Linked DNA regions of Mus musculus: regions 2, 3, 4, 5 and 6 are each linked to region 1. A link is a contact called in public Hi-C and HiChIP or PLAC-seq data. All regions are on one chromosome and are shown on one strand. Each heading gives the region's core, a stretch centred on a gene start, on an enhancer-like site or on the middle of the called end of the contact. The rest is flanking DNA. Distances are from core to core; before and after follow the strand shown.

Evidence for each region. HiChIP or PLAC-seq counts read pairs in DNA pulled down with a chosen protein or histone mark. Hi-C and Micro-C count contacts between places; a contact is called where the count stands out from the background.
Region 2: an H3K4me3 HiChIP or PLAC-seq map of neural progenitor cells shows a contact between it and region 1, with 17 read pairs. The contact joins the enhancer-like site here to the promoter of Nectin1 in region 1. A contact is called at or near these places in 4 of 39 promoter capture datasets (the 3T3-L1 cell line, hippocampal neurons and liver), 1 of 484 Hi-C or Micro-C datasets (epidermal suprabasal cells), 14 of 115 datasets of contacts at active chromatin or transcription factors (VIP interneurons, cardiomyocytes, craniofacial prominence and 9 more) and 1 of 9 other capture datasets (embryonic stem cells).
Region 3: a CTCF HiChIP or PLAC-seq map of the NIH/3T3 cell line shows a contact between it and region 1, with 9 read pairs. The contact joins the enhancer-like site here to the promoter of Nectin1 in region 1. A contact is called at or near these places in 1 of 39 promoter capture datasets (hippocampal neurons), 1 of 15 datasets of contacts at CTCF or cohesin (the NIH/3T3 cell line), 2 of 484 Hi-C or Micro-C datasets (embryonic limb bud and liver) and 13 of 115 datasets of contacts at active chromatin or transcription factors (the NIH/3T3 cell line, cardiomyocytes, craniofacial prominence and 9 more).
Region 4: an H3K4me3 HiChIP or PLAC-seq map of forebrain shows a contact between it and region 1, with 3 times the contacts expected there. The contact joins the enhancer-like site here to the promoter of Nectin1 in region 1. A contact is called at or near these places in 3 of 39 promoter capture datasets (hippocampal neurons and liver), 12 of 484 Hi-C or Micro-C datasets (the BV-2 cell line, the N1E-115 cell line, Sertoli cells and 7 more), 14 of 115 datasets of contacts at active chromatin or transcription factors (differentiating embryonic stem cells, embryonic forebrain, embryonic hindbrain and 7 more) and 2 of 9 other capture datasets (adipose tissue and embryonic stem cells).
Region 5: an H3K4me3 HiChIP or PLAC-seq map of embryonic hindbrain shows a contact between it and region 1, with 5 times the contacts expected there. The contact joins the enhancer-like site here to the promoter of Nectin1 in region 1. A contact is called at or near these places in 4 of 39 promoter capture datasets (the 3T3-L1 cell line, cranial neural crest, frontonasal cranial neural crest and 1 more), 6 of 484 Hi-C or Micro-C datasets (Sertoli cells, cortical neurons, embryonic fibroblasts and 3 more), 11 of 115 datasets of contacts at active chromatin or transcription factors (the SCID.adh cell line, VIP interneurons, differentiating embryonic stem cells and 7 more) and 1 of 9 other capture datasets (liver).
Region 6: a contact with region 1 is called in a Hi-C map of liver, with 4 times the contacts expected there. The contact joins the enhancer-like site here to the promoter of Nectin1 in region 1. A contact is called at or near these places in 2 of 39 promoter capture datasets (hippocampal neurons and liver), 1 of 484 Hi-C or Micro-C datasets (liver), 6 of 115 datasets of contacts at active chromatin or transcription factors (embryonic forebrain, embryonic stem cells, forebrain and 2 more) and 3 of 9 other capture datasets (embryonic stem cells, liver and pancreatic islet).

The regions. Positions count from the first base shown.
Region 1 is chr9:43,740,918-43,745,931 of GRCm38.p6, forward strand. Nectin1 (nectin cell adhesion molecule 1) reads left to right here and starts at 3,037. Exons shown (of 6, transcript NM_021424.3): 1 at 3,037-3,805. The coding sequence starts at 3,727. Gm46108 (a long non-coding RNA gene) reads right to left here. Exons shown (of 4, transcript XR_003948147.1): 3 at 4,399-5,014.
Region 2 is chr9:43,489,283-43,494,296 of GRCm38.p6, forward strand. No RefSeq gene overlaps it. Among named protein-coding and RNA genes, the nearest start is that of Gm36855, 29 kb to the right of the region's middle. Within about 2 kb of position 3,134, at least 16 of the 459 cell types and tissues checked have an H3K27ac peak or open chromatin away from gene starts, as enhancers often do. A contact at or near this core is called in neural progenitor cells and stem cell-derived neural progenitor cells, where this site is marked.
Region 3 is chr9:43,943,171-43,948,184 of GRCm38.p6, forward strand. The region is part of intron 1 of Gm30373 (a long non-coding RNA gene); the gene reads right to left. Among named protein-coding and RNA genes, the nearest start is that of Gm30373, 28 kb to the right of the region's middle. Within about 2 kb of position 2,256, at least 63 of the 459 cell types and tissues checked have an H3K27ac peak or open chromatin away from gene starts, as enhancers often do. A contact at or near this core is called in the NIH/3T3 cell line, where this site is marked.
Region 4 is chr9:43,542,644-43,547,657 of GRCm38.p6, forward strand. No RefSeq gene overlaps it. Among named protein-coding and RNA genes, the nearest start is that of Gm36855, 24 kb to the left of the region's middle. Within about 2 kb of position 2,613, at least 48 of the 459 cell types and tissues checked have an H3K27ac peak or open chromatin away from gene starts, as enhancers often do. A contact at or near this core is called in the N1E-115 cell line, Sertoli cells, cortical neurons and 2 more, where this site is marked.
Region 5 is chr9:43,896,499-43,901,512 of GRCm38.p6, forward strand. No RefSeq gene overlaps it. Among named protein-coding and RNA genes, the nearest start is that of Gm23326, 7.0 kb to the right of the region's middle. Within about 2 kb of position 2,938, at least 7 of the 459 cell types and tissues checked have an H3K27ac peak or open chromatin away from gene starts, as enhancers often do.
Region 6 is chr9:43,593,385-43,598,398 of GRCm38.p6, forward strand. No RefSeq gene overlaps it. Among named protein-coding and RNA genes, the nearest start is that of Gm29909, 12 kb to the right of the region's middle. Within about 2 kb of position 2,302, at least 7 of the 459 cell types and tissues checked have an H3K27ac peak or open chromatin away from gene starts, as enhancers often do. A contact at or near this core is called in liver, where this site is marked.

The sequences.
Region 1 (5,014 bases), core at 1,787-4,286:
ATTTCTGTGAGTTTAAGGCCTTCTGGTATACATAGCAAGTTCAAGGACAGTGAGGACTACGTAAAGAGACTTTATCTCAAACACAAAACAAACTAACAAACAAGAATGGAATCTTTTGGATTGGAGAGCAAAAGAAAAAACAAAAAACAAACAAACAAACAGAAAAACCCAACCGCCCGCCTCTTAAGCCAGGTGTAGTGGCCCAGACCTTTATACTGTGAGTTCAAGGACAGCTTGGTCTACATAGTGAGTTCCAGGAGAGTCAGGGCTTCAGGGCTACCTAAAGAAACCCTGTTGAGAAAGAGAGACCCCGTTGAGAGAGGAGAAGAGGGGAGGGGAAGGGAAGAGGTAGGAGGAGGAGGAAGGGAGGAGGATGAGGAGGAAGAAGAGGAGGAAGAAGAGGAGGAGGAAGAGGAGGGAAAGAGAGAGAGTTGAATCAAGGAATTCAAGCATCAAAGTCCCATGTACTTGGTCAATATATTTTCCTCTTTGTCCTCAGTGTGAGGACCACATGGAAATTATGAGTACAGGGTCGAGGTGGACAAAAGCAGAAGTGAGATGATAGTGCCATCATGCAGGAATTGAGATAGTGCTATCACACACAGGGCACAGAAACAGCAGAGCCATCAAGTTCTTTTTGTCGTTTTCTTTTCTTTTCTTGGTTGGTTGGTTGGTTTGGGTTTGGTTTGGTTTGTTGGTTGGTTGTTCTTTTTGAGACAGGGCTTCTCTGTGTAGCCCAGGCTGTCTTGGAACTCACTCTGCAGACCATCTGCCTCCTGAGTGCTGGGACTAAAGGTGTGCGCCACTGCCCAGCAGAGCCATGTGGTTTGCTTTCAAGCTGGAACAAGACAGCTAAGCTAGAAGAAGCAGACATGGCACTGGGGCCCCTAGCTGAAAGACTGGGACCACAGAGAGTTGTCAGTTAGAAAGATTTCCTTTGCTGATAGGAAGGAAAATAAGACCAGGCATCAGGAGACACAGGCTGTGGTTCCCCACCCCCCAACCCCCGCCCCATGGCCTTTCTGTGTAGCTCTGGCTCTCCTGGAACTCACTTTATAGACCCTTGGCTTCGAACTCAGAGATCTTCCTGCCTCTGCCTCAAAGGGCTTTGGATGCCCTTGTACTAACAGATCCAGGAATGAACACTCAGCAAGTGTGGAGAAGGTAAGAGACCACAGCACTGACAGAACTTGGTGTGTCTGGAGTTAGTGCACAAGTGTTCAGCTCCTATGACGTGTTAGCCACAAGCAAAAAACAAATTCCTTTTGGCTTGGGCAAGTTTAAAAGCACTTGCAAGCCAGATGGGAGATTCCTGGCTGCCAGCCTGGCCACCAACCTGCTTAATTTGACAGGGCATCCTCTGGATTAAGACCCTCCCGTGGCTACCTGGCATGAGTCTGATTTCAGGCTTGACCTTACCGCAAGCTCAGGCAGGGTTAGAACCAATTATTTATTAGGCCGTTTCCTAATACCCAGCTGTTGCTCTCTTTCACAGTTTTCCCTGTGCTGACCTCTACTTTAAATCCAGTATCTTGAAGGATGGTCTGTGCCTGACAGACACCTCCAGTCAGCCCCTGTTGCGCCCCTTACCACAGAAGCCTTTCAGGTCCCTCCCAGCCCAGGCTAACGTAGATGTCCTGAATCTGAAAACCCCCACAATGCCGTGCTGCGGTGAGTGATTCTATAGAACTTCTGTTTCTGTGTCTCCCCCCCCCCCCCATCCCCACTAGACCCCGCTCCTGTGGGGCAAGGACCAACTATGAGACCACACAATGCATTCCCAAGTCAGGCGGTAGTGTGGTAGACAGTTTGTCCTGAGTTACACGGGTGAAGCATAAAAGGATACAGAGAGCATTCCTTTTGAGTGGAGTGACTTCTTTAGCAGGCTGAGCCCGTGGGCCCAAGAGTGGGAAACTGTCCCTCTCTTCCATTGTCCTGCCCCTCCCATTCTCCGAAAGGAAAATTTACATTTTATCAGAATTTGGCGCTACCCCAAGCCTCTGTGCCCTTGGGGCTGGGCTAAGGGCAAAGGGCAAAGTGGGTGTGGTCTGCTCAGCCCCGAACGAGGGAGTTCTGTTCTCTTGACTGGGAAACCCTGTCTGTCTGCCTCTCCTAGTCCAAGGATGGGGACAGAAGGTCCAGGCTTCAGGCTGCTAAGGGCCCCTCGGGCTCAGTCACCTTGGCAAGAAGCCACCCGGATGTGGTGGGTGGCGAACAGGATGGGGCGGAGAGTCCTGGCCGTTCTGGGACACCGACTGGATGGGCCACTTTCGCGGGAATCCCGCAAACCACTCAGAAACGAGGTGAAGGCAATGGGAGCCCACTTGGTTTGTCGCTCTTTGGGGAAAGCAGAATGCTTCGATTTCGGGACAAGGACCCCCTGAAGGCAATAAGGATTAAAGAAGACCCACTAGAAACCTGAGTGCCCTGATCTCTCACCCACTAATGTCTTGTCTTGCCTCAACTCTTCACAGCTTTCGCGGTTGGTCCTCCGCAAAGCTGTTTCCGTCTGGTGTCCAGATCTTGGGGAGCAGAAGCTTTGGCAACAGTTCTAGCCTGTGCTCTGCTTCTTTCTGCCACTCTCCATGCCCTCCTCTGGGCCTTTGTTTCCTCATCTGCGAAATGGTCCCAGGGTCGGACCAGAGAGTCAGAAAAGCCCTCGGAGCTCGGACAATGCCAGATCCAGCGTTCACACGGATCCCTACGGCAGCCCCCCTCCTCATCTTAACTCCACCCCTACCGAGCAGCTTCTCCCCCTTGCCGGCCGCTAGGGGTCACTGCCTCCCTTTGTCAGCGACCGAGGAGGGCAGCCCGCCCTCCGGCCCTTTCCACGACCGAACGGCGACCCAAGGGGCATCTTGCTAGCTTGGGGCCCTGAGCCGAACCCCACGGCCACGCTCGCAGCCACAGCTGCTTAGGACTGGGAGGTGCGGCCGCGCGGGCGGAGGCCGGGCCAGGGCTGGGCCGGGCGCGTGGGAGCCAGGAGGGGGTTAATGCTAACCCCTCCCCCCGGGCTGACATCACGGGAGAGCGGGTGAGAGGCTGGATCGGCGAGTGAGAGAAAGAGAGGGAGAGGAGAGAGCGCGGCTCGCCTCGGCACCGGGGCAGCTCCACATTGTTGCGGATCGCCCGCACCGAGCGCAGCGGCCGCGGTGGGGACCCGTGGCGCACCCGGCTCGCTCCCCTCGGTCCTCCGAGACCGTGCAGCCCCGAGCCCCGCGGGCAGCTGGCCGCCCTAGCCGCACACCACCGCCTGGGCCCCGAGCCCTCCGCACCGCCCGGCCACCCTCGGAGAACAGCCGGCCATGGACGCCTGCAAGTTGGAGCCGAGCGGGAGGGTGTGAGCGCGCCCAGGGCCGGGAGCCTGCGCCGCGCTAGCCCGGTAGCCGGGCGCGCCGGGGGTGGGTCCCTCTCCCCAGCCGGGCTTTGCGTGGAAGAAGAGGGCGGGGACCGGGGCGAGGAGAAGAGCGGAGGAGGCGAAGGGGGCATGACTCGTGCAACTTACTGCGGGCATCTGCCGAGGCTCTGAGCCGGCGGCAGCCGGGGACCGGATTGCGGCCGCGCGGATCCCACCCAGCCCACCCCGCCCCGACCGACGGCTGCGGCTGACCTGGATCCTCCGAGCGCCCGCCAACCGCCAGCGATCCGCCCTCGTCTTCCAGACTGGTTTCTGGAGCGCGAGGAGCGCCCTCCTGGCAGCCCCTTTCGCCGGACCCCCACCCCCCGATGGCTCGGATGGGGCTTGCGGGCGCCGCTGGACGCTGGTGGGGACTCGCTCTCGGCTTGACCGCCTTCTTCCTCCCAGGTAAGGCGATTGCCTCTGCCTCCCTCCATAGCCCCCCACCCAACCAGAACCTCCCCGGGACTTGGAGCTGGATGATGGGCAAGGCTACGGGTTGTAGGGAGCGAACGGAGCCAGAAAAGTTGGGTCACGCTTGGATAAGGGGGGGCAGGAGGTGGCACCGTGGAGAAAGGGGTTGAGAAGCCCAACAGCCTGCCCTGCAGGGTAGCAATCGGATGCACGTCTCTATGTAGCAAGAAAGCACTTTCTCCGCTCAGTTCTTCACAAAAATAATAATATGTAATAGGGTTCTATTTATTTAATAACCAGTTCTCAGCTCGAGAAGCAGTTTGGAAACACTGCGTGTTACATAAATGCAAAATAATCACCGTAATCACGGGCTTGGGGTATGAGACAACAGCCCCAGGGGGAGGGCGTCAGTCTCCTAGCTGGTGGGCTGTGGGCTAGGAGAGTGGCGGGGGTTGGGGGCGACTTCATTTCTTTTGGCGGCCTCTTGTCAGATGGTTTCGGGCTCATGGGGGCCCCCTCCTGCCCCACATCGCCCCACAGCGGGCGATCGGAACCTGCTCCTGCGGCACAGGCAGCTTCTTACTCACCTGCGGTTCCTTTTCTGGAGGGTGAGGTCGGGCCGCCTAGGGATCGCAAACTCCGGGCCTTGCGCGGGGCTGGGCTCCGTCTCGGAACTCCACTTCTAAAGCGGAGGGCTCTCCCAGGAGGAAGCTCCACGGGCTTCATGCCAGCCAGGTGGCCGCATGACCCACTTTCCCGGGAGGCCCCGAGGGTGTCCCGCGTGTCTTTCCTCGAGGTGTGAGCTGCCGGCAGAAGAGGGGTTAACTCCGCGCCCGACCCTGGGGTGGCCCATATTGGCCTATTCTGACGGATGGGGTGGGGGCGGGCGGAGGCTAGGACGGCCCAGGCATATTGTGCTGGGGAATGAACTGGAAAATGCGTTTAGGAGGCAAATCCTACCGAGTCCCCTCGCCTGGGTTTAACCCCTTGGGTCCCTGGGGAAGCAACTAGGCTGCCAGCAGGACACTAATTCGGGTCAAAGTGGGGAGAGTATCTCGCTAGCCAACTCCCCCGTCCCCCGTAAAGAAACCTGAGACAAGCTCTTGAGATAAGATGGGGTCTTGGAAGGCTTGTTTCGTGGTCGTCAACTCGGGGTGGCAAAATAGGGGGCTGGAATGCAGACAGAGACTTCTGGATTATTAA
Region 2 (5,014 bases), core at 1,884-4,383, 250 kb before region 1:
TCTCCCAGGCTAGACTCCACCATCGCTGACATCATCTGGTCCTCCCTGCCTTGCTCGCTCTGCAAGCTATGTAGCCACAAAGCCCGCTTCCTGCTCTGGAGCACGGTGCTCTTGCTCTGTCCCTGGTTCTTGGCGTGTGCTCTTTTCTCATGCAGAACTCTTCCTGGCACATCTGCATTGCTTCCTCTGTTCCTTCTCCCGTCCCGTTGCTCAGTGCTGGCTTCTGATGAGACCTGCCCTGACCTGTTTTCCCATAGTCCTAATTACCCCATAGTGCTCAGCATCTGACACACGTCACTCATTTATTTTATATCTTGCTCTTTGTCTCGCTGTGTTAGAATGTCAACTCCAAGCAGACAGAGGCTTTGCCTGTCCAGTGTAGCTAGAGTACGGCCTAGAGTATTCCTAATGTTTTTGAAAGAATGAAGAAAGATACAAACTGTTAGGAGGGATATAATTTAAATTTGCCTAAAATGGAGATCTTAGCCAGTACGACATAGTTTCTAAGTCTTAAACAATAAACACCGCACCCATACGCACACACGGCATTTTTGACCGGCTTTGTGCCTGCGATGGCTTCGTGTGATTCTGACTCCAGGTTTTCAATACATTCTCTTCAGACTGTTGATAATCTCCATTGACAAGAAGCTTTGCATGCAGAAACCAGCAGCACATTCAAAAATTTGCCGCAGTTGAAATTATGTTTAAAGACTCTCGGAGCCCTTCCTTTTCTTCCATTGGCAGACGTAACGGTGAAATACCCGGGGATAATGCTAATGGATTTGAACGCTATTGAACGTTTTTCATACCAAGCATTTCACAATAGCGCTGACACTCCAACCTGGAACAGGTGGGTGCATTGTCACAGCCTGCAGCTGGCTTAGATGTCATGAATGGCAAAGGAGCCGGCAATGTTTACAGTCGCCTCAGCCTCCCTCCCTTCCTCCTGCTCACTAGCAGCTCCTTGGAGTCTATAGGATGCTTCTGCTCAGAATAAAACACACATCCCGTGATGTCACTCCAGAAGTCCTCTGACATCTCTGCGGGGCCTCTTGCCTTAAAGGACAGGAGCCTGTTGTCAAATCATGGAACCATCCAGGTGGCAGAGGCTCTCTCAAGCTGTGACAGCAGGATGTTGATGGGGTTGTTCAGGTCTCTTGATGGGGACTATGAGATCCACCGTTGCCTCCTATTCTTTGATCTCTGCACAGAAACTCCAATAGCCTCCCCCTGCCCATATGACAAGCTTTGAGACCCAGTGGCCATAGCCCAGTGTCCCAGGGCACATCACTCAGGGGACTGACCTGTGGCTTACTGAGTCTAACACTGACCAGTTATGTGTCCTTGGGTGGGTCAGCCTCCTACTCCAAATTCAGGCAACAAGAGAAAGTTGATTAAAAAGGTGTCTGTAGAGGAATGGGTGTGTCCTCCTGGGATTGTGGGACTGGGATTGCAGAGACTGATTTGGGATAGAATAGGAGGGTCCATCTGAGAAAGACATTCCTCGGCCCCCTCCGAACCCATAGCGCCTCCAGATGATCATTTTTATATCTTGGAATCCCACAGACGCTCCTGATAAAAAGAGACTCCTGCAGCTAACAGAAAGTTTGAAATCAGTGCATTCTGATGGTCTCTTGCCCCTGGGGCCTCTGCTTCCTTCCCACTGTCGCTGTGTTCAAGGAGAAGAAAATAATTCAGAATGAACTTTTTAATATATTTTACCATAAAAATGCCATCTTTCCTTAATAAAAGTAAGACAGGAACCCTCAAAGTGGCCATTGGGAAGGATTTTCTCCGTGTGATGGGCTGGATGGCCCACGCATTTCGTCGCTGTATTTGAGTCAGCTTCCCTTTGGGAGCGTCCATGTGACTCCTTCTAACAGGAGCCTGCTGTCTCCTGCACACTGCCTCCAGGGAGTGACAGAACAACCTTCCCTCCCCACCCTCGGCCCATGACACAGGGAAGATAAAGTTCAGAGTTGCTTTCAGTGATACGTTATGAGGGACACTGGGGTAGCACAGGAGCAAACAGAGATAGTGACATCGCCTGGCCAACTGGTTTGCCAGCTGTGACCAGCCTGCCCGGGCTGAAAAGCCCTTTTTTATCCCATTGGTCCTAAGAGTTTCAGTTCTCGACATTTCCCTCCACTGGGTAGCCATCACCTGACAGAATCCAGGAAAGTGGAGTATAGTCCTTGATATCCATGCCATTTCATAAGCCAAAGCCAGGCTGTAGGCAAAGAGCCTCCTTGTTAATGATTACTATCCACCTCTACTTAAGCAATGCCACTTTTTAACAGGTGCCCCCTACTGGTTCACTTTAGCAACAGCATCAATAGTATTCTCAAGCAGAGAAAGGCGCAGCAAATTTCCTAATATTTCACTGCTTGATGGGAGCAGAGAGAGGATTAGACACTGATGGTCTATTTAGGGTCCTTCCTGGCACTTGTGGGCAATCGGAACAGCCCAGGAGCTTAAGATCTCTCTCTCTCTCTCTCTCCCCCTCTCTCTTTCTGTCTTTGTGTTTTCACTTTTAATTTGAGACAACAGGAGAAATAAGCAAACAAAAGTGTACATGCAAATATCAGAGTCTTAGAGAGAGAGGAAGCCATGGGCTCTGACATTCTCTGCATTCTCACATTGGTGTGTCTGTCTGTCTGTCTGTCTTTACATATACACAGAGTACACATACATGTACAGGTGCATATATGTGAATGAAGGCCTGAGGACAAGCTTGGGTGTTGTAACTTGGGTGCTCTCCTTATTTTGAGACAAGGCCACCAAAAATAAAACCTAGGCTGGCTAGCCAGTGGGCTCTCGAGTTCCATTTGTCTTCAGTCCCTCACACTGGAACTACAAGCCTGTACCACTATGCCTGACTTTTTGTGTGGGTTCTGGGGTTCAAACTTGCATGGCAAGCACTTTACAAGTTGGTTTACCAACTGAGCCATCTCCCTAAGTCCTTTTATCTTTAAGAAAACCCATCAGAGAGTGCTGGAAGGGGTGAGGTTGGTTGCTCCATTGTCCTACCCTGTACTTCTGTCCAGAATCTAGACCCCTAAGGGAAGGGTTTGCCTTGAATAAGGAAATGTGGCTCTGCTTGTGTTTGTAGCCCGAGTTCCCTCAATAGGCAATTGTGACTTGCAAAGGCTCAGGGCCAAAAATGCAGAGAATGTCAGAGCCCACGGCTTCCTCTCTCTCTAAGACTCTGATATTTGCATGTACACTTTTGTTTGCTTATTTCTCCTGTTGTCTCAAATTAGAAGTGAAAACCAGTACAGAGCAGCACGAGGCATTCCTTCCTTGGGATGGAATTACCTTCCTAGCCTTGGGGTTTGATCTTGCCAAGACAATTTGGAATCCGTTACAGCCTTGCGAGCATCCTAAGGTTTCCTTTCATCTGCTGGCCTCTGGGGATGCTATGTTTATTTAGGAGAAAGGAGGAGGCCTGACCTTTCTAGGTTTCTGGGCTCACTACACATTTATGTAGACTTTCACAGGCAAGACCCCACGCCCAGGACCCTTCCTGTGACCCATGCCTGGGGGCTTGCTGGAAACTGGAGTGGGGGGTGGGGGAGGGAGGGTGCCAGATTATAACCAGTGTCTTTCTTTCCCAGTTAGAGGCACATGTTTGAACTCCTGCCTGCCTAGGAGCTCATATCTGAAAGGATATGAGGAAAACCTTACGGCATACTCTCAAAAACCAACTCAGCTTTAACAGCTTTAACAGTCCAAGTCTGCCCTCCTCAGCCCCCGCGCTCGGGGCGGGAGAATGCTAACAGCATTGGTTCCCTCTCATGGAGGGAACAGGGCTCAGATGAGACCATATTCATTCAAAGCTATGCAGAGTGATGCACAGAGTTCTGAAGGACTGTGGTTCTATAAGTACATGGATTCTATATGACATTCCAAGAAAGAGAACTGGTCCCAGAAACCTCACACAAAGCTCCCCCATCTCATTATCTTTCTTCCCCAAAGATCCTTTTAGCTCATTTGTTTGTTGTTGTTGTTGTTGTTGTTGTTGTTGTTGTTGTTGTTGTTCTTCTTCTTCTTCTTCTTCTTCTTCTTCTTCTTCTTCTTCTTCTTCTTCTTCTTCTTCTTCTTCTTCTTCTTCTTCTTCCTCTTCTTCTTCTTCTTCTTCTTCTTCTTCTTCTTCTTCTTCTTCTTCTTCTTCTTCTTCTTCTTCCCCCTCCCTCTCCCTCCCCCTCCCCCTCTCTCCCTCTCCTCCTATCTTCCCCTCCCCTCTCTCCCTCTCCCCCCTCCCTCTCTCTCCTTCTATTGAAAGTGCTCATGAGAGGGCAGCACTCCCTACCTCCAGGCTGCATGGTCCCTCCCAGACAGGTTTCTGAAGAGAGATTTAATTCAATTCCACAAGGATTTGCTTGTGCCACAGTGCTTCACACTGCACGTTGACAAAACTAGTATTGACGAGTTCACTTTGATTTTCATGGTAACCCTGAGAGGCAGGTAGCAGATCAATTAGAATTCCTAAATTTGAGAAAAAGAAAATGAGAGTTAGGGGTTAAATGGGGTCGCCAGGCTTACTGGAGCAGGGGGAGAAACTCAGCAGGAAGTTCTGGATGCTGTTAGAGGCTGCCCCACTGCTCCTGAGTCCTGGAGTCCCGATCTCAGCTCCCTGCACAGCATCAGCATGTAGATCTCCTTGCCCCCATACCCATTACCCATTGTCCTAGACCTGGGGACATTACCCTAGACTCAGAGATTTCCCCAGCTGATCTTCAGTTGGTCATCTCTGCATTCTCTCTCTCTCTCTCTTAGTTCCAGCTCTCAACCCTGAGCCTGGCACATGATCCATATTTAGTAGATAATGAATTCATAAAGCAGGCATTAAGAGTAGGAAATGGTAGAAACACTCTGGCCAACAGTAGCAGAATCGTTAAGGAAACTATGAGGTATCTTGTATGTGGACTATCATGTGGCTGTTAAAAACCACGCTAATGAAAAATTAATATCAGTGTGAAAAAGTCATAGGTTATTGCCCTGTGAAAATGCA
Region 3 (5,014 bases), core at 1,006-3,505, 200 kb after region 1:
GACCCTGAAGCTCAGGACAGAGTGACACCTGGGTCCCCAGCATTCAGCCCAGAGCCTGGCAAGTAACTGGTTTCAGGAAAAGCCGAAAAGAAACTCAGATCTTCCTTCTTCACAGGGCACCGAGGATGTGTCTGTGGGAGTTGTCAAGACTCCACGGATGACACAAGGCCAAACTTTGGGTGGTATCCTTTGTGAGAGTTTATTTCCAGTGTCATTGTTCCCAGGAAAAGAAAATTTTGGAGTTTTTTTCACTCTTTACAATTTTTTTTAAATTTATTTTGTATGGGAGGCAGGACAGTTGTGGAGGTCCGTGGACCGCTTGTAAGAGTCTGGTCTCCCCTTCTACCATATGGATTGAATTCAGGTTGCCAGACGTGGCCACAGGACCTTTACCAGATGAGCCAAAATGACTAATCTTTCTGTGTATAAGCTCTTAAAGGGACCTCATTTTCACGTCTCCTGGCCACCTCCATCCTACCAGCTCCAAGAGCAGCATGTGCCTGCATAGGCGGCTCCCTCCTCAAATCTCTAGCCCCTGCCTCTGCACACTGCCCCTCCCATGCCCGCCTTGTAGCGGGAATGTAATTAGGCCTTTCCCAGGATGGCAACCCCTCCTCACAGTTGGGCTGCCCGTCCAAAGGGGATAATTTATGGAAATGGGTAAAGGTGTTTTAAATTATTCAATTTAAATGTAAATAGGGGAGATGGTTTCTCTGAATAAATTGTCTTATTTATGTTCCTCCCAGCTCCCCTCCCAGGGAAACAGGGAGAAGTTTGGAGCCCTCTGGAACACAAGGCCCTCCCTCCTCTTTAAATAATGTGGAAGCAGGGAATGGTGTTTGGAGACACAACAATGTCCTCAACAACCAATGTGCCATTTGGAATCACAGACATGCAAGAGTTCGCTGACACCCAGCCTCAGGAGGACTTTGGCCTGGTGGAACAAGAGAACAGGAAGCCTGTCCCACCCATCTGGGTGTCCTTGAAGACAGTGCCCTGGGGTGACATGCCCTGCCATCCTCCTGTTCTACTCTGGCTCTCTTTCCAGCTGAGTTCCAAGTGTTGGTAGCCAGCTTAAAACTTCCCTGAATGTGTCTGTGCTCTGAGACAATAAAGCCATGGGACACCTACTCTTTGAGAATCCTTATCCAGCCAGATGCTGGGGTCTGCGAGGAATAGAACTTACTTCAAAGGAAGGCTCCTCTGTGTGTGTGTGTGTGTGTGTGTGTGTGTGTGTGTGTGTCTATTTGTTTCTGAGTGTGTGTCTCTGTGTGAGTCTGTGTGTCTGTGTATCTGTGTATGTATGTGTATATGCATATGTGTGTATGTGTATATTTGTGTGTGTTTCCTCTATGGCTCTCTCACGTGCATATGACAACCTATTACTAGACCCAGGAGACAACTGGGATAAGATGGACCTTGGATCCATCCCTAACAATAAACCTGGAAGATAGCAACTCTAAGATCTGAATTTTCAGAGGAGCAGAAAAGTCTGTCTCTACCCCCCACCCATAAGACTGCTCACTTCACACTGGCTTCACACTCTGCATCACACCAAATGCTGGTGAGGAGAGGAATCTGAGTCAGTCCCATTGGGTTGTTCAGGTCCTGGGGATGGAGCCAGCTGTGTGCACACAGCCTGCATCCCGAGGAGACATCAGAACAAAGCTAGAGAAGAGCAAATGGGGTGAGGTACCTGATGGACAGGCCTTGCTGACATCACAGGAGATCCGGTGCTGAGGCAATGCTTAAATCAATGCACCTTTTAATCATTGACCATGTTGGTTTCAGCCTTCCCTTCTTAGGCCAGCACAGTTCCTTTCTGCCCAATTCTAAGAGCCAGGCTGTCGCCTGACCTCCAAAGAGCAGAGAATCAGACTGATGGTTCAGATCACAGGCCATGTGGCAAGACCAACCCACACATAACACAAAGAGCTGTCCAGAGGTTGGAAAGCTTCCAGGGAGATCCAAAAATAGAAAGACTGCATAGCCCAGCAGTGAGGCCATCACCCACCTCACCATCACTGTAAAGTACGGAATGCCTGCCGACTTTGTCCCAGGCAGAGCTGAAGTTCACTGGTAGCAAGGGGTAAGGGACTTGTCTATCTGAGGACTCAGCATCCTTGCAATGGACCATACCGCGCTTCCTGGTTGAGCTGCAAACATCTTTCTGAGGTTTGGGAGTAGAGTCTACCTCATGACTCACGCCTGCCCAAGATAGAAAGCGGAAGCTTGACTCTCCAGTCTCCATTTCAGCTGGAGTTCAGACAGTGATTTAGACCCCACTGCTCAGATTGACTCATCAGGCAATGCCTGGCTCCAGAAGGAAGGAATGTGAACAAGGGGACAATGCCCAGAATCCATCACTCTTGGCAGGGGAAGTAATGGAAGTTTCTGGCAGTTGAGGTAGATGTTATGTCAAGATTAAGCTCTTGGCCTGGAAGTTAGTCAGCGGGGTGCTGACAGCAGGACAGAGGCTCCGCTGGCGCCTGGAGGGACAGTGGTGGCCTTTGCAGGCTCCCCATGGTCTGGCTCTGTGCAGAGTGGGCACGGTGCCTGCCAGCTTAACCTCCACACTGGGATCTCAGCCTCTCCAGCTTTCCCTGTAAGTGTATGAGGCACCCAGAATTTGTCAAATAAAGTCATTTTCTGCCTTGGCAGTTAGAATTGGCTCCTATCACCACAGTTCTAAACCCTGAGTCCATTCAGGCTGCGGTAACAAAGTACCATAGGCTAGGAGGCTTATAGACATCAGACATTTATGTCTCACAGCGCTGGAAGATTGGGAAGAACCAAATGAAGAGCTTGGCAGATGTGATGACCAGTGAGGGGGCTGAGGGGGCCACAGCACCTTCCAGCTGTGTCCTTGTGCCGTCTACCGGGGATAAAGGGTCTCCGTGAGCCTCCTTTATGAGGGTATTAAGCCCATTTGTGAGGGCATTAGAGTTTCACCATGCAGACTTGGTGGGGGATGTGTCCAGACCACAGCACTGACTGACGTGGAGGGCTGCTCAATCCCTAAGGAGCTCTTCATCCTGATGACCCAGGCTGGGCAGCCCTTGCTTTTAATGGCTACCTCACTCTGGGGCCTGGGAACTTTGCTCATGGCTTCCTTTTGTCAGTCTTCTCAAGAGCATGGACTTCTATTTCAGTCTCTGGTACCCCATCCCCCAACACACACGCACAGGCACGCACACAGGCATGCACACGCATGTGCACAGGTACACAGGTGCACGCACGCACACACATACACGCACACATACGCAGCACTCTGAGATCCATAAGACTTAGGCCACATCTTCTCTATCCTTACATCTCCCGTCTCCTATAGAACCCCAGCTTAGCAGGACCCAGGCTGAGGACCAGGCATGATGGTGTGTCCCATGGTGGTGTCTTCCTTAAAATCCGGCACTTGCAGGTGGAAACAGGAGGATTAGGAGTTCAAGATCATCTTTAACTACTTATTAAGTTTGAGGCCAGCCTGGGCCACAGGAGACCCCATCCACACACATGAACACAAAGAAAGAGACAGGGAGAGACAGAGAGACACAGAGAGAGAGACACACAGAGAGAGAGAGAGGGAGAGAGGGGGGAGGAAGACAGACAGACACAGAGAGACAGAGAGACAAGGAGGGGGAGGGGGAGGGGGAGGGGGAGGGGGAGGGGGAGGGGGAGGGGGAGGGGGAGGGGGAGGGGGAGAGGGAGAGGGAGAGGGAGAGGGAGAGGGAGAGGGAGAGGGAGAGGGAGAGGGAGAGGGAGAGGGAGAGGGAGACTACTCCAAGAGCAGCATATGTAGATATAATTGACACTTTGCCTACCTTTCCCACCATCAGCCCCCAGGTTCTCATTCATAGCTCCAAGCACTGTAGCCCCCATTAAGAATATCCCCTAAAGTGCCACAGGTGTGCCCTCTGGCCACTCACTGGTTCCCCACCTCTGCCTGGCAAGAGACCCTGTAACACCTCCTTCAGTGCAGCTGGTCCACCGTGGTCTGGAAACGCATGTCCCTTCTGGGCTCACATCTCTGAATATGGGTCTTCAGATGGGCTTGGGGATCTGTGCAACCTGATGGGGCCTGGCTGGAGGAAGTGAGTCACTGGGGAATGTGGGACGGACCTGGAGGGTTATAGCTGGTGTGCCTCTGGCCCTCTTTCTACCTCCTGATTCCTTTTGATGTGAGCAAGCTGCTGTGACTGCAGCTGCAACCCATTCCCTCTCCTATGAGTCCCCCGCCATGATGAACTACAGCCTGTCTAATCCCGAACCAGAATAAATCCTCTTCCCTTTAAGTCACATCTTTCAAGCACTCTATCATAGCAATGAGAGGAGTAAGTAAGAGTGGTGGCAGCTCTGGCTGCTCACCCACCCCCAACCCCACCCCTACCCCCACCCCCACCCCCACCCCTACCCCTACCCCTACCCCCACCCCCAGCCCCAGCCCCAGCCCCAGCCCCAGCCCCGGGGACGTGCACAGTGTATGTCCTCAGACACTGGGATGGTGCTCTTGAGGTCTCTGGAGAAATATACCCACATGTAGATACCCCAGGCATGTCCCTCATCCTGGCCAGCCCTTGTGCACATAAACCCCACTCTATCCCCTCTGCAGGAAGAACAGGAGGAAACGGACAAGCTTTCTGGAATCAATTTCACGCCCTTGGGCATGATAAACAACCCAGCAGAAAGAAGCCCTATGAGAGAGTTAATGGCTGTTGGGTAGCTAGATGATGCATCACTTCCTGGGAAGGGAGGCCCGACCCAGAGGCTCTCTGCTCGTGCATCTTTCCTCCATTCCCTATTTGCCTCGCAGCCGCACACATCCAACGACCCCTTCCCAGGAGTATCCAGTGTCTTCCCATGCAGCACACGGCTCACGCTTCCAGGGGGCCTTAGACAGGCATAGGGCAGACTGCAGCTGCCCACATAGCCTAAGCAATGAGGGTCAGACCTCCAATGGAGTTAGACCATCTGGATCCAAACCTGTTGTCCTAAGTACAATTGACTTCATACGGTTCTT
Region 4 (5,014 bases), core at 1,363-3,862, 200 kb before region 1:
TCAGATTTCTGGTTTTCAGATTAAAGATGCTCTAACGTACCTACAGACACTTCCAAATCTTCAAGAATCAAACCGGGAAGTACTCTGGTCTCCAAAATTTCAGATCAGGAGTACTCAACCCAAAAGATTGTCATGGAGATGAAAGAAAACAGTGTCCCTGTGTTTGCTAAATATGTTCAATCTCACCCCCAGCCTCAGAGCCTTGTATTATCAGTTGGGCAGGGAGTTGGGGAGACTGTGGGCAGGAATCCATGCTCTTGCCAAGCATTTCTGGGGGATCTTGAAGCAGGCAGATGGACACCCCTGAGAAGCATGTCATCGCAGTGAGTAATGGGGTGCCCACTGTGTCCATGTCTTGTGTGAAGCTCGGTGATGAAAGACAATTTGGCTGGGAATTGAAAATGCCGGAACACAGCCATGTGTACCACCCGGCCTTGTCTTAAACAGCCTTCAGCTTTTAGTCCTGTTGTCATCCCCTTCCTTCAGACTTGGGGTGTTTTCACTGACGAGAAGCAAATAAAGGAGAGTCGGCTTTCCCTCCGGCCTTCCTCCCTCAGCCTCCCAGTGCTGACCCTAGAGAATGCAATCACCTCTTCTCTTGCTCCACGTCAAGTTCCGAGTTTGCTCTCTTCATTATCCCTGTAATTCCCAGCTCAGTGTGGACTGCGCGCAGTCAGTGGTACTCTTCAGCCATGCTATGTCAGGCTTAGGTTTGAGGGACAATGTCTTTTCCTCTTCTGTCCCTTTATTATCTGAGCACAGCATGGGGCCCTGTCCACCCAGTGTTTTCTTCCTTGTGGTCCTTGGCTGATAGCATCATCTGAGAAACTTCTCAGCCTTCCCAAGCCATCTCTCTTCAGGAGGCCCTGTCCCCAGACTAGTGATGGCCCTTTCTTTGTACCCAGACAGTCCTTCTGTCTGAAACTCTACAGAGAAAAGTCTACTCTGGTCGGGCTTACATTTCCTTCTTTTGTCTCTTAGGGACTCTGAGATGACTTGTTCCCAATCTCCTGGTCTCATTTATCTGATGATGAAGGAAAGAAGAAGAAAAAATTCATACCCTAAGATTTGATGGCTGAAATAGCAACCATCCATTTTCTGTGGATTCTGCCACTGAGGCAGGGTTTAGAGGTCACCTTCACAGCTGTCATCAGTGGGTGAGCTGGGACCCAGTTTCTCTCATTTTTTAAAAAGATTTGTTTATTTTATGTATATGAGTATACAATAGCTGCCTTCAGACACACCAGAAGAGGGCATCAGATCCCATTACAGATGGTTGTGAGCCACCATGTGGTTACTGGGAATTGAACTCAGGTCCTCTGGAAGAGCAGTCAGTGCTCTTAGCCACTGAGCCATCTCTCCAAGCCCCTAGGCCTGGAGTAATGGGTAACTGAGGTGACTGTCATAAGTCCAAAGACCTCTCTCAGCTGTGAGGTGGGGAACAGCTCTGGACTTCCTTACACAGCTGTAAGAAACCAAGAGGAAGAACACAAAAGTCTCTTAAGTCCTGGGTTTGGAGGTCACACAGCGTCACCTCCATGGCCTCCCACTGCTCAGAATATTCTGGTGGCCTGCCTAGACCAAGGACAGAGAACAGCCTCCAGCACTTGAGGGAAGGAGATACAAATTGAACCCTTTATATATAATCTTCCAGCCTCATACCCTTCTGCCTATTGTGAGGCCTTGCATTGATCAGTCTGCAAAGAATACAGGTCTTGTCTCTGGAAAAAAACAAACAAACAAAAAACCCTCAAAAGCTGGTGGAAGACATAGCAAAGGAGAGCCTTGCCACCTGATGTGAAAATTGATAATAACGCCATCATCTTGGAAGTATTTACCACAGTCACTGGGCTTCATCTTGTTGAACCATCACTGTTATGTTCTGGGGGAGCACATGTTATCTGTCAGAGGGTTATCTTAATTAGCTTTCTATTGGTGTGATAAACACCATGACCAAAAGCAACTTGGAGAGGAAGGGGTCCTCCCCACCCTTACACATCCACATCACAGTCCATCCTTGAAGGAAGTCAGGGCGGGAACTCAAGGCAGGAACTTGGAGGTAGGAACTAACGGAGAAGCCATAGGGAATGCTGCCTACTGGCTTCCTCCTGGTGGCTTGCTCCATTTGGTTTCTTGTATACCCAGGACCACCTGCCCAGGAGTGGCACCAACCACAGTGGGCTGAACCCTCCCACATTAATCATTAATCAGGAACATGTGCCACAGACTTGCCTACAGGTCCATCTGATAGAGGCATTTCTCAATTAAGTTTTTCCCTTTCTGATGTGTTTAGATTTGTGTCAGGTTGACAAAACCCAGGCAAACAAGGAACGGTGTTAGGTGCTGAAGAGAGAGGCAGAATTATGCCCCGGAGTCTCAGACACTGTTGGAACGGCTCAGCCAATAAGCAGATGAGGGCAGGAGAAGGAGGGGGACTACATAAAGTTTCTCTCCGTGATAGACACCTCAAGGCTGCTCTCCTGGGCCCTTGGTAGGCTGCTTGTGTCTTTTCTGTAACTTCGGGCTGAGAACACAGTCCGGGATGTCCTAGGGCTGGAGAACAAAGGAGTCACCTGCTGCCTAAGTGTCTCAGGGTCACGTGACCAGGGAAGCCTCGTTTCCCCAAGCCACACAGGAAGCCGCATCTCTGAAAACTCACCCATGACGTCAGCGCTGCATCCAGAAAGGCCCCTGTGCCTTCCTCCCACGCATTCCCCGCATTTACCAATTACTGAAAACAGCTCAAAATAGCACCTGTCCCTCCCCCGGGGCCGCTGCATGAATACTGCTTGTGATCATTTTCGGGAGGGATAGAGTCTGCAGGAAATCGGTCCAAAGAGAGGATTATTATCAGGCATGTGTGCCAGTGCCAGGTCTGGTTTTAACTGCCTGGATCTGGCCAGCATGCACTTTGCGGTTTTTTTCCTGCAAGACCTTCATGGGTAGCTGTGACTAGCAGTGCCATGGGAGGCCATAAGGACAAACTCAGCAAGGACAAGCTCCTAGCCCTGGGGTCTTCTGGAAACCATGCAGTGATCTATTTTCACCTTAGCCCAGTATCTCTCTAATCTAGGACGGTCCCAAAGATCCCAAGAGACTCCTGTGCCACCGTCCCCCTTCCCCCAGTTACTCATAAACTCATTGTAAAGTCTGCCAGAGTTGTGGGGAAAGATGCTTTTTGCAACACAATAAATAAAACCAACATAATAAGATAAATAGCCATCAGTAAGTTTGCAGAAGCCATGGTGCCCTTTGAGGATGAAGCTCCACATAACAATTAAATGAACGAGTGGATCTCTCCATAATGGAATTGGAAGCACACCAAGGACTATTGCGAACTGAATGCTAGCCACACGAATATGTTCTACCTCTCCGTGTATCTGTCTATCCATCATCTCTCTCTGCCCACACGTCTATCTACATGATAAATCAGTTAGTGTTATTTCCTTCCAGGAAGGACCTAAAACTGGGAAAGGGAAGGGCTGCGTGATTTGAATGACTATAAGAATGTGTGCATGCTGATATAATGTAAAAATTTAAAAACAAACAAACAAACATTGTAATTGGTTGTGGTAGTGCACGTCTGTGGAGGGACCAGAGAGGAGCCTCGGCAACACAGTGAACCCTTGTCTCAATAACAACGATAAGATAATAAATTCTCAAGCCAAACAAAGCTGGAGAGAATAAGCCACCAACAGATCCTAATGCAATCCATCCCTAATTTGAGTCTCAGTTTATTTGGGTGTCTCTTCTTCCTGGGCATCAGTCCTGCTCTGAAATAGATTGTCTGGCACCTTGCCTCTCCCCTATGTCACCCTCCTCCGTCTTCAGCTTTCATTTTACCTCCGGGCCCTTCCTTACCCCAGCCACACTATCCCAGACTCTAGAAGGCAACAGCACAGCTCAGTAGTCTTGGGTTCTAAATGCAGGGTTGTTCTTCATCTGCCCTGGGTGCCTTTGCCTAATATTCCCCAAGGGCCTTTCCTAATGATTTTTTTTTTTTTTTTGGTCACTTTCTTCTCTTCCTGCCTGGTGAACTCAGTTCTGTTCCCCTGGCCTCCTGCAAAACTGCCGCTAGGAGTAGGTATGTGAAGTGGAGACTCTTGGACCACTGCAGGGACAGGTGACAAGAGATACTGGATTTGTCCCCCAAGCCAGTGGTTGGTCTGTAAGACCCATAAGTGGCCTCTTTGTCTTGGAGTAAGCAGCCTGAGTGACCCTTTCAAGGAGCTTTGAGGGCTCAGGGGCCCTACACTGACAAGTGGCTGAGAGCTGGTTAGAGTCTTCCTGTGGGACATCCTGGGAGCAGAGCCAGTGAGCAGCCCAAGTGAGGAGAAGGAGCCATCATGAGGTCCCTCACTAAGCATCACCATCCTGTCTGTTCAGACCACCTGACCGGGCTCTTCTGGTTAATCTGCAGGACGACACTCTAGGGAGGGTTTCCAGAGCAGGGGCTGGGGCCGGGGCTGCCAGCACTGTAGCATTTGACTGTAGGAAATGGTCCTTGTTCTTGTGCAGAGAACTCTAGAAGAAAGAGCACTTGTCCCTTGAAACTGGCTCTTCAGACTTCTTTATCTGCAACTGTGCTCAGAGGCAGGTGGATGAATGAAATGACCCCTGATAATGACCCTGATAACGTGGGGATCCCACAGTGCCTGGGAACAAATGTTGTGACTGTAATCAGCAGGGTTTCTGGGGCCTATTTTCCCTTGGCGAGTTGGCAACCCACAGCTTACCTGAATTAGGTGAGGCAATTCCTTACCTCACAACCCTGCAGGTTGTCAGTTGTTCTTCAGGGGCTTGGCCATGTCCACTCTGCTGGCAGCCTGCAGAGCAGGTCTCTCTCCTGTTGTGACTTTCTTCCCCACCATTAGTACAGCACAGTGTACCTAGACTTCACACAGATGCCTTCTCTTCCCCTTAGCAAGGCTCCCTGTTCTTTGGCTTTTTCCAGATCCTCTGTCTATCATCACTGACCCAGGACTCTGAATATCTATTAATAATCACCCTTGAG
Region 5 (5,014 bases), core at 1,688-4,187, 160 kb after region 1:
TCATGCCAAGCACACACGGTACACAACTGGTGTATTCAATGAGCCTGAAGTAATTAAGGTGTGTGTGTGTGTGTGTGTGTGTGTGTGTTTGCTGAGGCCAGAATGGGGGATGCAAGATCCCCTGGAGTTGGAGTTACAAGTGGTTGTTACCATGGGTGCTGGGAACCCAGCTTAGGTCATCTGGAAGAGCAGGAAGTACTTCCTAAACAGCAACTCCTCTCTCCAGCCTCTTCTGATTTTGCTTCTAACCCAGAAGGAAGTTCACCTCCCCAGCCAGTCCTTCCTGGGTGTGTCCGGGGATCCCCAGGAATCTCTAGCAAATCACATGAGTTCTACAGCTGACTCTGGCCTCTTCCGGCACCATGCTCACACCATGATACGCTGCCTCAAAGCAATGGGCCAAACCAGACCAAAGCTCCCAAAACTGTGAACCCAAATCAGCCTGTTCTCTCCTTAGTTGATTTATCTCAGGCATATGTTACCACAGCAGAAGGCTAACACAGGCTCACTTGAACACACCAGATGTGGACTTATTTATTTTTTTTCTTCTTTAAATAGGAATCTTTCCGAGCCAAGCTTGGCACTCCGGGAATTATCAGGCTGCAGGCTGCTGTTTTGGGTCAACATCGAGGAGTGACTGGGAAGCAAGGCATCTGATTACTGTCAGATGACTGACAGCTACCTCCACAGGGAGTATGAGAGGTACTTGGGCCATGGCAGCATTGCCAGTGTGAACTTGCAGAAGTAGATTTTTGGGGGGAAGAGTGGGGGGGGGAGCAAAATGAAGAGGATGATGTAGCTAGAGTGGTCCTCATGTTATGCCCTGGACTGAAGCCTCCCCTCAGCCAGTTCCTCCCGGGTGAAACCAGGGTCCGTGCTGTTCTCCAGCCAATTACAGGAGGTCAGCAGCTGGCTCCAGCGCCCTTGCTAGGCTGGCTAGGGCAGACAAGGAATGGAGGACGGGGTCCCAGGCCACTCTGTTTTTTTTTTTTTTTTTTCCTTTTTTTTTTTGGCAGAGTCTCTTATATCCCAAGATGGTCTCACATTTGCTATGTTGGCTAAGATGACCTTAAATTCCTGGTCCTCCTGCATCTACATCCCAAGCAGTGGGATTGCAGGTGGACACCACCACGCCCAGCTATGTAATACTGGAAATGGAACCCAGAGCTTCATGGATGCTACACAAACATTCTAGCAACTGAGCCACATGACTCAGCCTTTTAACCTTTTCTTTTCCTTCATTTCTTGACACAGGGCTGGCTTTGGACTCACTGTGTATCTAAGGATACCCTCGAACTGGCCGGACAAGACTCATCTACATGCATGTAACCATGTTTCCCTTGTTGGTTCAGGTGCTGATGGGCACGCAGGTGATTCCATGTTTTAGCTACTGTGAGCAATATCACAGTAAACATAACTGCTCGGAGATCCCTTTAGCATGCTGGGTTCATTTCTCCTTCCCTTCAGATATATAACCTGAAGTGGAGGGCTGGATCAGATGACAGCTCTATTTTTAGTATTTTGGGACATGTGGCTTTTGCTTCATTAGTTTTACCGACACTGTCTTTGATGCTACAGTTAGCTCCTAGAGAGGCCCCAAAAGGTCTCAACCCCTAATATGTGTGAAGACCAGAACAGTGTGAGTATGGTGTGTGGGGGAGGGGAGCTCCTCCCTGGGCTTCAGAGCGGGTGTGGCCCTGTGGGCGCTTGGATTGCAGACCCTGTGATCAGGATAGAACTTGTTTCTAGCCCCCGGTGCAAGGTTTGGTTTGGTTTTTGTTTTTAATTGCGCCAGCCCTGGGCAACTGTTGGTAGCTGTTTATGAAGACGTTCCCACAGAGCAAGTTCCACCAGGAGCATGGCGAGACCAAGAAGAAGGCATGCAGGTGTGGTCCCTGTTCTCAGGCCAGGCTCACTGGTCCCAGTGTTCTGGTGAGCTCAGATACAGAACTATCTCAAAGACGCCGAGAAGAGGGAAGGCTAGGTACTGTCACCCATAAGTAACATACAACAAAGATACCAACTTTACTTTTTGTTTTCTCCTTAGACAAGAAAGCAAGTTCAAAGAAAAGCTGTGGTTGTTGGGGTGGTGCCCCCCCCCCCGACACCCCAATACGGCTCTTCGATTTTGGAGTGCTCACCTTCACCTGGTTGGACGAAGGGTTCTAAGAAGGAAAAACCAAATGTGGTAGGAGGTAGTATCAGGCCAGACTGAGGGAAGTACTGAGCCTCCCAGAATGCACTTCAACTAGAGGCTCACGGGATGCCCTGAAGAGCAGGAGGCAACATGGGAACTTGTCTCATTTCAGGCCTGGAACCTGGGCGCCCCAGACCCTTCAGCTTCTGGATCCTGCCTTCCTGGTTGACCGGAGGCTGTCTGAAGCCCCTCCCCAGCACAGGGCTCCCTAGCTTTCTGTGGGAAGGATATGCCTTTACTGGCTCTGAGCCCCCATGCTGCAGACAACCTCACAGGATGGAAGGCTCCTCTGACGCGGTGCAGGGCTCCAGAGGTAATCAGTGCTGACTTTGAGAAAGTGGGAGCTGTCGGGTGTTTTACTGGTGTTAATGTGACACAGGCAGAATTAACAGCTCCCCATGTGACCGTGCAATATAGCATGTATAGGAGGAACCCCCTTTCCCTCCATCCAGTATAGGGTTTGATTAAATCAGTGAGGGAGACAGAATTGAATTAGCAGCCTCTTGTCCCTTGTGCCTCGAGGTTTTCTGCGAGAGAGCCAAGGGAGACACCCTGCCCTCTCAAGCCTGCCTCCTGGACTCTGGGAACTGGGAATCCCATTTGCAAATGCTCTGACCACTTCCCTGCCCCATGCAAGCTGAGTTCCAGGGGCTTCTTTAGAGAGAAAGGGTCTCCAGAGTCCTAGTCAGCTCATCCATAAAGCAAGAGCTTGGTGCCAGCGAGAGACAGACGGGGAGGCGGGGAGCAGCAGAGCCCTGTGAGCCAGCCAGCCCCACTCAGGGCTTGGGCTTCTCAGTTCCGGGCCTGTTGTACATTGTTTTGTTTGCTTCCCACCAGCCTTCAGCCCCTCCCCTCTTGTTGACCATGCTACCTCAGGCCCTTGTTTACATTCATTTGGTGCTGTCCCCACCTTTGGTTGTATCTTCCTGCTCCATCCTGGGCTCACCAAGTACATGAGCTTTTCCACGGTCCACGTGACTACACCTCTCCTCCGACGATCTCCTGGTTCACTTAGTCCTCCCTGGATATTCATGGAAAGCCCATGCCTAGCCTCTTTTGGAGTCCAAATTCCCGTCTGCACAGCCAAATCACGAGCATGTGCTTGCACGCAATCAAGCTGAGGGGTCTGTAACACATAATCACAACTCGAATATCTAGTTGCCAAACACTGATTCCCCCCCCCCCAGGGTTCTAGAACCCAGTCATGATAGTGCTTAGCCCAATCTGCATCACTTTGCCTCCAATGGTACCGAGAATGAGAAAGTCTTTAGAGGTGTGTGTGTGTGTGTGTGTGTGTGTGTGTGTGTGTGTGTGTGTGTGTGTGAAAAATGCATGTGGTATGTGCATGTGAGTGTTTGGCTGCATGTGGAAGCCAGGCAGGATGTTGGGTATCTTCCTCCATCTCTTTCCACCTTATTATTTTGGGGCAGAGCTAGGCTGACTGACCAGCAAGCTCTCAGGATCCTCCTGTGTCTGGTCCCCATCTTCCTTCAATGCTAGGATTCAGCCGCTCACAGCCATACTTTCTGTGCAAGTACTGGGGATTTGAACCCAGGTTCTCTTGCTTCCAGAGTGAGTGTCCTTACCCCCTTGGGCCAGCTTCCTAACCCCTACAGACAGTTTTACTTAATGCCTGTATCAACCCTGCAGAAGGCAACTGCAACAGTCCCATTTGACAGATATGAGGCAACAGGAAGCAGTTGGCCAACATGGGTTGCCCAGTTCCATCTGAGTTCACAGTTCAGTCTGTCTGGAGCAAACTGGGCCCACACACGGCCTCATCAATTACTGACCTATCATCCTATTAAGTGTTCCAGAGCTATATTTGGTGACACCATGACCCACAACCAAAACACTCTAGGGAACTTTTCAAAGTCCCTTATTTTTATTCCTTTTCTGCTTTCTAGCAGGAAAACCCAGGCGCTGGTATCAGGAGGCCCGTGTGCCCATCACCCACCCTCAGAACACCAACAACATTTTGCCAGTCTTGTTGCTTCTGTTCCCTCCCACGCGATTCTTCTCTCCTGAAGATTTTAAAGCAAATCTCCGCCATCCTTTCACTCCACCTGTAAATACTTCACGGTGCATCTCTGACAGATGAGGGCTTGTCTTCCTTGAACCTAATTACAATACCATTACCACCCAACAAAATGAGCACTGGGCTCCCAAGGTTATGAAATTCGCAGAGCATCTTTAGATTCCCTCAGTAGAGTCAGCGGAGGCTTTTGACAGTTGGCTCGTTTAGCTCAAGATCCAAACAGGCTTGTCTGTTGCACTTGGGTGGCATCTCCCGAGTCTCCCACCCCACTTCTTCCTGCCCCCACCACCTGCTACAAGCTCTGGGGGGATGGGTGTCCCTTGGGATGTACCACATTCCAACTTACAATATTACTTGTTTTTATTAATGTTGTGGGTTTATGCGTATGTGGGTGGGTTTTTACCGGCACACAGACATTGATAGGTATGTACATCCTCATGTGTGTGTGTGTGTATTTGTATATTCATGTGTATATACATATGTGTGTATGTGTGTGTGTGCATGTATGTATGTGTATATGTATGTAAGTGCATATGTATGTATGTGTGTATATAAGTGTGTGTACATGTGTATGTATGTGTATGTGTGTGTATGTGTGTTTATGTGTATGTATGTGTGTATGTGTGAGTTCATGTGTATATGTATGTTTATGTATGTGTGTATATGTATGTGTATGTGTGTGTACATGAGTGTATGTATATGTATGTGTGAGTATGTGTGTGTAGGTTGCCTTCAGATGTCTTTCTCAGTCACTCTCTACCTTATTTTTTTAATATTTT
Region 6 (5,014 bases), core at 1,052-3,551, 150 kb before region 1:
CAGGACAGTGAGTGACAGTCTGGGAGGCTGGGTGTGTGGGTGGGGTTCTCGAGTGGCTGGCAGCAGGGATGGGTATGGGAGATGGCAGGAAGAATAAACCCACAAGCCTTAGGATATGTCTTTCCATCAAAGGGGACATCACTGCTGACCAGACGGCTTCCAGGGGAGGAGTCTATGGGACAGACTACTCCAAAGCTTGGCTTTCAGCGGTTGGCAGCTCCTACCCAGCAGGAATCACAGGAGCCGGCATCACTGTGTTCTCCATGGGACTCAGCTTGCATCAGTGCCAGCTGGATCAAGCATATCCCTCCAGGGCTCCTGAAGCAGAGTCTACCTCAATGGTCCCGAGAAGTTGGAAAGGAGTAGTCATTTAGGCATGCCCAAGAGAGACACCAATCTCCTCCCTCAAAGTGACACTTACCTCATGGCTCCAGCCCACCCACCTGCCTCCTCCTCCACCCTAGGAGTGTTCGGCTTGGCAAGGTCCAAGTTCAGGCGCAAGGAGGCGTGGTGCAAACAGCCTGAAAGGCTCTGCCCAGAGTTGTGGCCCATCCATTCATCTCTGCCAGGAGTCGACACTGGGAGCCCTAAGGAGGGGTCCCTGTGATAGATGATGTTTCCAGAGCTTATTAACTGAGCTAGCTGGACTGGGCCTCTTCCGACTGATCTATGATCCAGGGACAGTTTTAAAGTATGTGGCTTTCCAGAACGGCATTATCGAAAAGAGTTAAAATTGAAGTCGTCACTCAAACCACTGCCATCTGTCACAGGCTGCCACCTATACCAACTCAGGGCAGGATGGGAAGGTAGGGAATAAACCTCCAGTCCATGTCACATATTGGAACATTAAGAGTTTCTGTTGTCCTCTCTGCTGCCTAGGGTATGTAAATGGCTGGTTCACTCCTGGCAAAGACGAAGGTGGAGCCTGGCAAGGGGTAGGAGTGGGCACCTCAAGCCAGCTTTCTGTAAAGAGGATTCTCATCTGAGCATGACTGAGGCGCATTCTGACGGACCACGTGGTATCCATGAGGCAGCCCTGATTAGCATTTACTGAACCTGTTCTTCACCTATACATAGACGATGCTTTCCCCGAATCTCGGTAACCCTGTCACGTGAGCACTATAACTAATATCTTGTGAAGAGGGAACCTGAGGCATGGAACTGGGGTCAAAGGATGCATGTAGGCCATACTGCAGGAAGTCTGCCAGGGTTTGAAGAAGAGGGTCTAGTTCTTAGAGTCTGGATTCTGGACCACACTGATGACTGGCACAGGTTGGGACCTGGAGTTTATATGCACACAAATGCACACATAGGCACACATATGCACACACATGCACAAGCAAGTGCACCTTTCATGCATGTATGCTTGTACACATATACACACAAGAGAGAAATGAAAGAGGAGCTCACTGCTCTTCTCCCTCAATACTCCAGAAGTCCTCCCCCACCCCCCGCACCATGCCCAGCTCTGCAGCTCACACACAACCTCTGCCCCTCCCTCCCTCTCCCCCTCTCCCTCCCCTCTGTCACACTTCATTCCTGGTCACAGCTTTAGTTATCTGTGTATTTGTCAATTTTTTGCTTTCCCTATTGGACTGGACTTCAAAAGGTCAGCAATAGCACACACATGGGGCTCACATCACAAAGGTGAAGCTAGGCGGCCTTTGGGCCCAGCTGACACAGGCCCCATTGCCAGATCCTACTCTCTTGTGCCCAACACAGGGTGCTGAGTCAAGAGCAACAGGTGGGTGATAGCGACTGAAGGACCTGGATCCAGAATGATGCATGGGCTACTCTGTAGCTCAGCATCACTAACAACAGTCTGCCTAGCTTCTCCAGGCTGCAGGGGACAGACCCAGCAAGCACAGGCCTCCGTGACACACATAGACTCAGACACACACATACACACAGAAGCACACACACATGCACTCATACACAGGCACAGACTCACACAGACACAGACAAACACACATACATACACATGCACATACACACACAGGCACATGTGCACACACACAGACACATGTGCAGACACACATAGACACATAAACATGCACACACACACACACACACACACACACACACACACACAGCAGAAGCAGAGAAATATTAAGCAGGGAATTAGCACAGCTGGCTGCGCCCTGTGAGCCCTGTGATGAGGGGATAGGGAGTCAGGGGCCCACAGGGAACAGAGATAGATCAGGCTGACCACTAGTCACTGACAGTTTGCAATGGCTTCTGAGGCCATTGTCATGGTTTCTGACTCGGGCTGTGCCCTGGGGTGGAGATTGGGCAATTTTAAGTCCTGAGTACACTCCACAGTTGCCACATCAGTGTGCTAATATGTGTTCCCTGACGCTGGAATGGACAGCCCTCGTTCTTAGGAGAAATCTTGGGTCAATGGGAGATTTCTGTGTTTTTCCTTAGATCTAGTTTGTCTATTTATGACAATCTGTTTTTATAGCAGCTGTGTTACCTAAGATGCTGATGTAGCTTTGGGACAAGACAGAGTCCAGGCCTCCCTCCCCATCTCTAGCCCTTTCTACACATCCAAACCCTCTATACCAATCTCCCCAGTCCATCCCCAGCCTTCCCTACCCACTCCAATCCTCTATCCCCAGCCCTCCCTGCCCACCCCAACCTTTCCCCCCCCCCCCCCCAGCCCTCCCTGCCCATCTCTGCCTAGCCAGAGGGAAGCTGCTTGGGGCTCCTCTACCACATTGTCTCCTGCTAGTGAAGAGCCACTCAGGACCCTCAGGCACTCCCTCTTTGAGAGCAAGTATTTTAGCCACCATTGACCCTGCCCTCAGCATCACAAGTCTCATGCCTTGTCTCCCCCTCCCTCTGAGTTCATCATTACCTCAGCTCCCTGTCTGGTGTGTGTGTGTGTGTGTGTGTGTGTGTGTGTGTGTGTGTGTGTGTCCGTGTCCTCAGCCCCCCACCCCAACTTCCTGCTGGGTCTTGTTCAGAGATGACTAGTTAGTGAGAACAACGAACTGCTTTTTGTTTGTTTGTTTGTTTGTTGTTTATTTGTTTCTAAGCACAATCACAGCTGTTGATCAAACTCTTTCATCTGATTAGTTTTACACTAATTTTCAAAGCAAAAATTATAGAAAACATTGGCAAGAAAGCCAAGTAGAACATGTTAGAATAAATTATAAGTGTCTTTAAAGGGGAGAGAAGGACCCCATATTGAACATTTTTCATACCTTTATAGCTTTTTTCAAAGTTTTGGTTTTTTTTTTAAATCTTGTAATTTTATTGTTTAAATAAACATTACAGAGAGTAGACAAGCAAAAAATGAAACTCCCAACTCCCAACCACTGAGATCCACCTTTCTATTCTTCTCTGTGTCTATGTGTGCATTGTATGACTTCCCAGAGAACGTTCCAGAACTTCATTCCCCTGAGCTGTAAATCAAGAATGCTAACAGCAACAGAAACCTGGTCACATTTTTCAAATTATTATATAGTCTCCATCTTCCTGGGGCTTCAGATATCCATGGTAATGAATCTTTATTGTAATCTTCATTATAAATGAAGTTGCAGCCTTGGCGAGATCAGCAGTTAAGGAACTCTGCTGTTCCTTCAAATCATTGATTCCAAAGCTAGGTGCTTACCTGTCAGCCGTTAATGTCTGTACTCGTGTTTCTGGAAAAAACAATTTACCAAGTAGTGAGAGATAAATATCTCTGCCTGTACCTCCAGGTTTAGTTTTTAGAAAGGGAATCATCTCAGCTGATTTGTGACTCTATGCTTTCTCTGATCCCTAGTACTGGATATTTGAAAATGTCCCAGTCTTTGTTGCCATTTAGATTAGCATAACTAACAGAGGTTAGGAACACAAGGTGGAAGGTGAACGAGAAATTTAAAAACATAAAACCATGTGGTGGTGGCACGGATCTGTGATCCCAGCACTCAGGAAGCTGAGGCAGGAGAATCGAAAGTCTGAGAGGTTAGACTGGGCTGAATTACAAGATCTTATTTCAAGAAAGAAAAAAGAAGGGAGTAAGAGAGAGGGGAAGGGAGGAAGGTATAGTAGAAGGGAGGGAGGGAGACAAGGAAAGAGGGAGTTAGGAAAAGGAGGGGGGAAAGGGCATAAAAAGTTCTAAAAAATAATAAACATGTCTAGACCCATATAAAGATTGCAAAACCATCCCATCGTTCATAAAAATTTATGATCCAAGACAAAAAGAGCACCCATTTTGTTTAACAAATATATTCCGAGTGCCCACAGTACACCTGGCCTTATGTGACATTCCAGGGCACACTAAGTATGAAAGAGAAATGCCTGTTCCCACAGCCCTCATAGGAAGGGAGGAAGCTGCGGTAAGATGATTCTGTACAGGAAAACTGAGGGGAAGGGACTGGCTGGTAGGACAAGGGCATCTCACTGACCACATTTGGGGGAAAAGAGGGGTGTGCCCCAGTATCCTGGAGAGAGTAGTCCACACAGGAAGGGCAAGAACATACAGGTCAGCCAGGCTCCTGCCATCCCCAAACACTCCTGAGATCTGGGGTCCCTAGAAGGAGGATGGAGAGGAGCTGTTTGGATCTGATGCTGTCAGAGAGGACAGCTTAGGGTGCGGCTGAGCCTGAGTGTCTACGGAGGGGGCGGGCAGGCATAAAGAAAGACAGCTATTGCATCCCATCTTGATAATGGAGTAAAAACAGTGATACTTGACTGATCAGTGTTTCAACCTCATTTTTCCCTGTTATTATCTCACTTTGACTAAATTCCTTCCCCAACCCATCATTCCTTTCTTCTCTCCAAAGGCCAAAGATGCTGATTCGTGAGGGATGTCACTCTATGAACATTAAAAAGCTCTGTGGACATTGGCTTCACACTGATGGATCATATTGAAAGCACTTGGTTCCCAGAAGAAACAGCATAGAGACTGCAAAATAGAAGTGTGGGTTCCAAGAAAATACGCACACTGTCCAGGAAGCAAGAGGAGCCAAGACAAGGGGAGAGAAATAAGGCTGAGGCTGGATGCCGGGTCCACGTGGTCCGG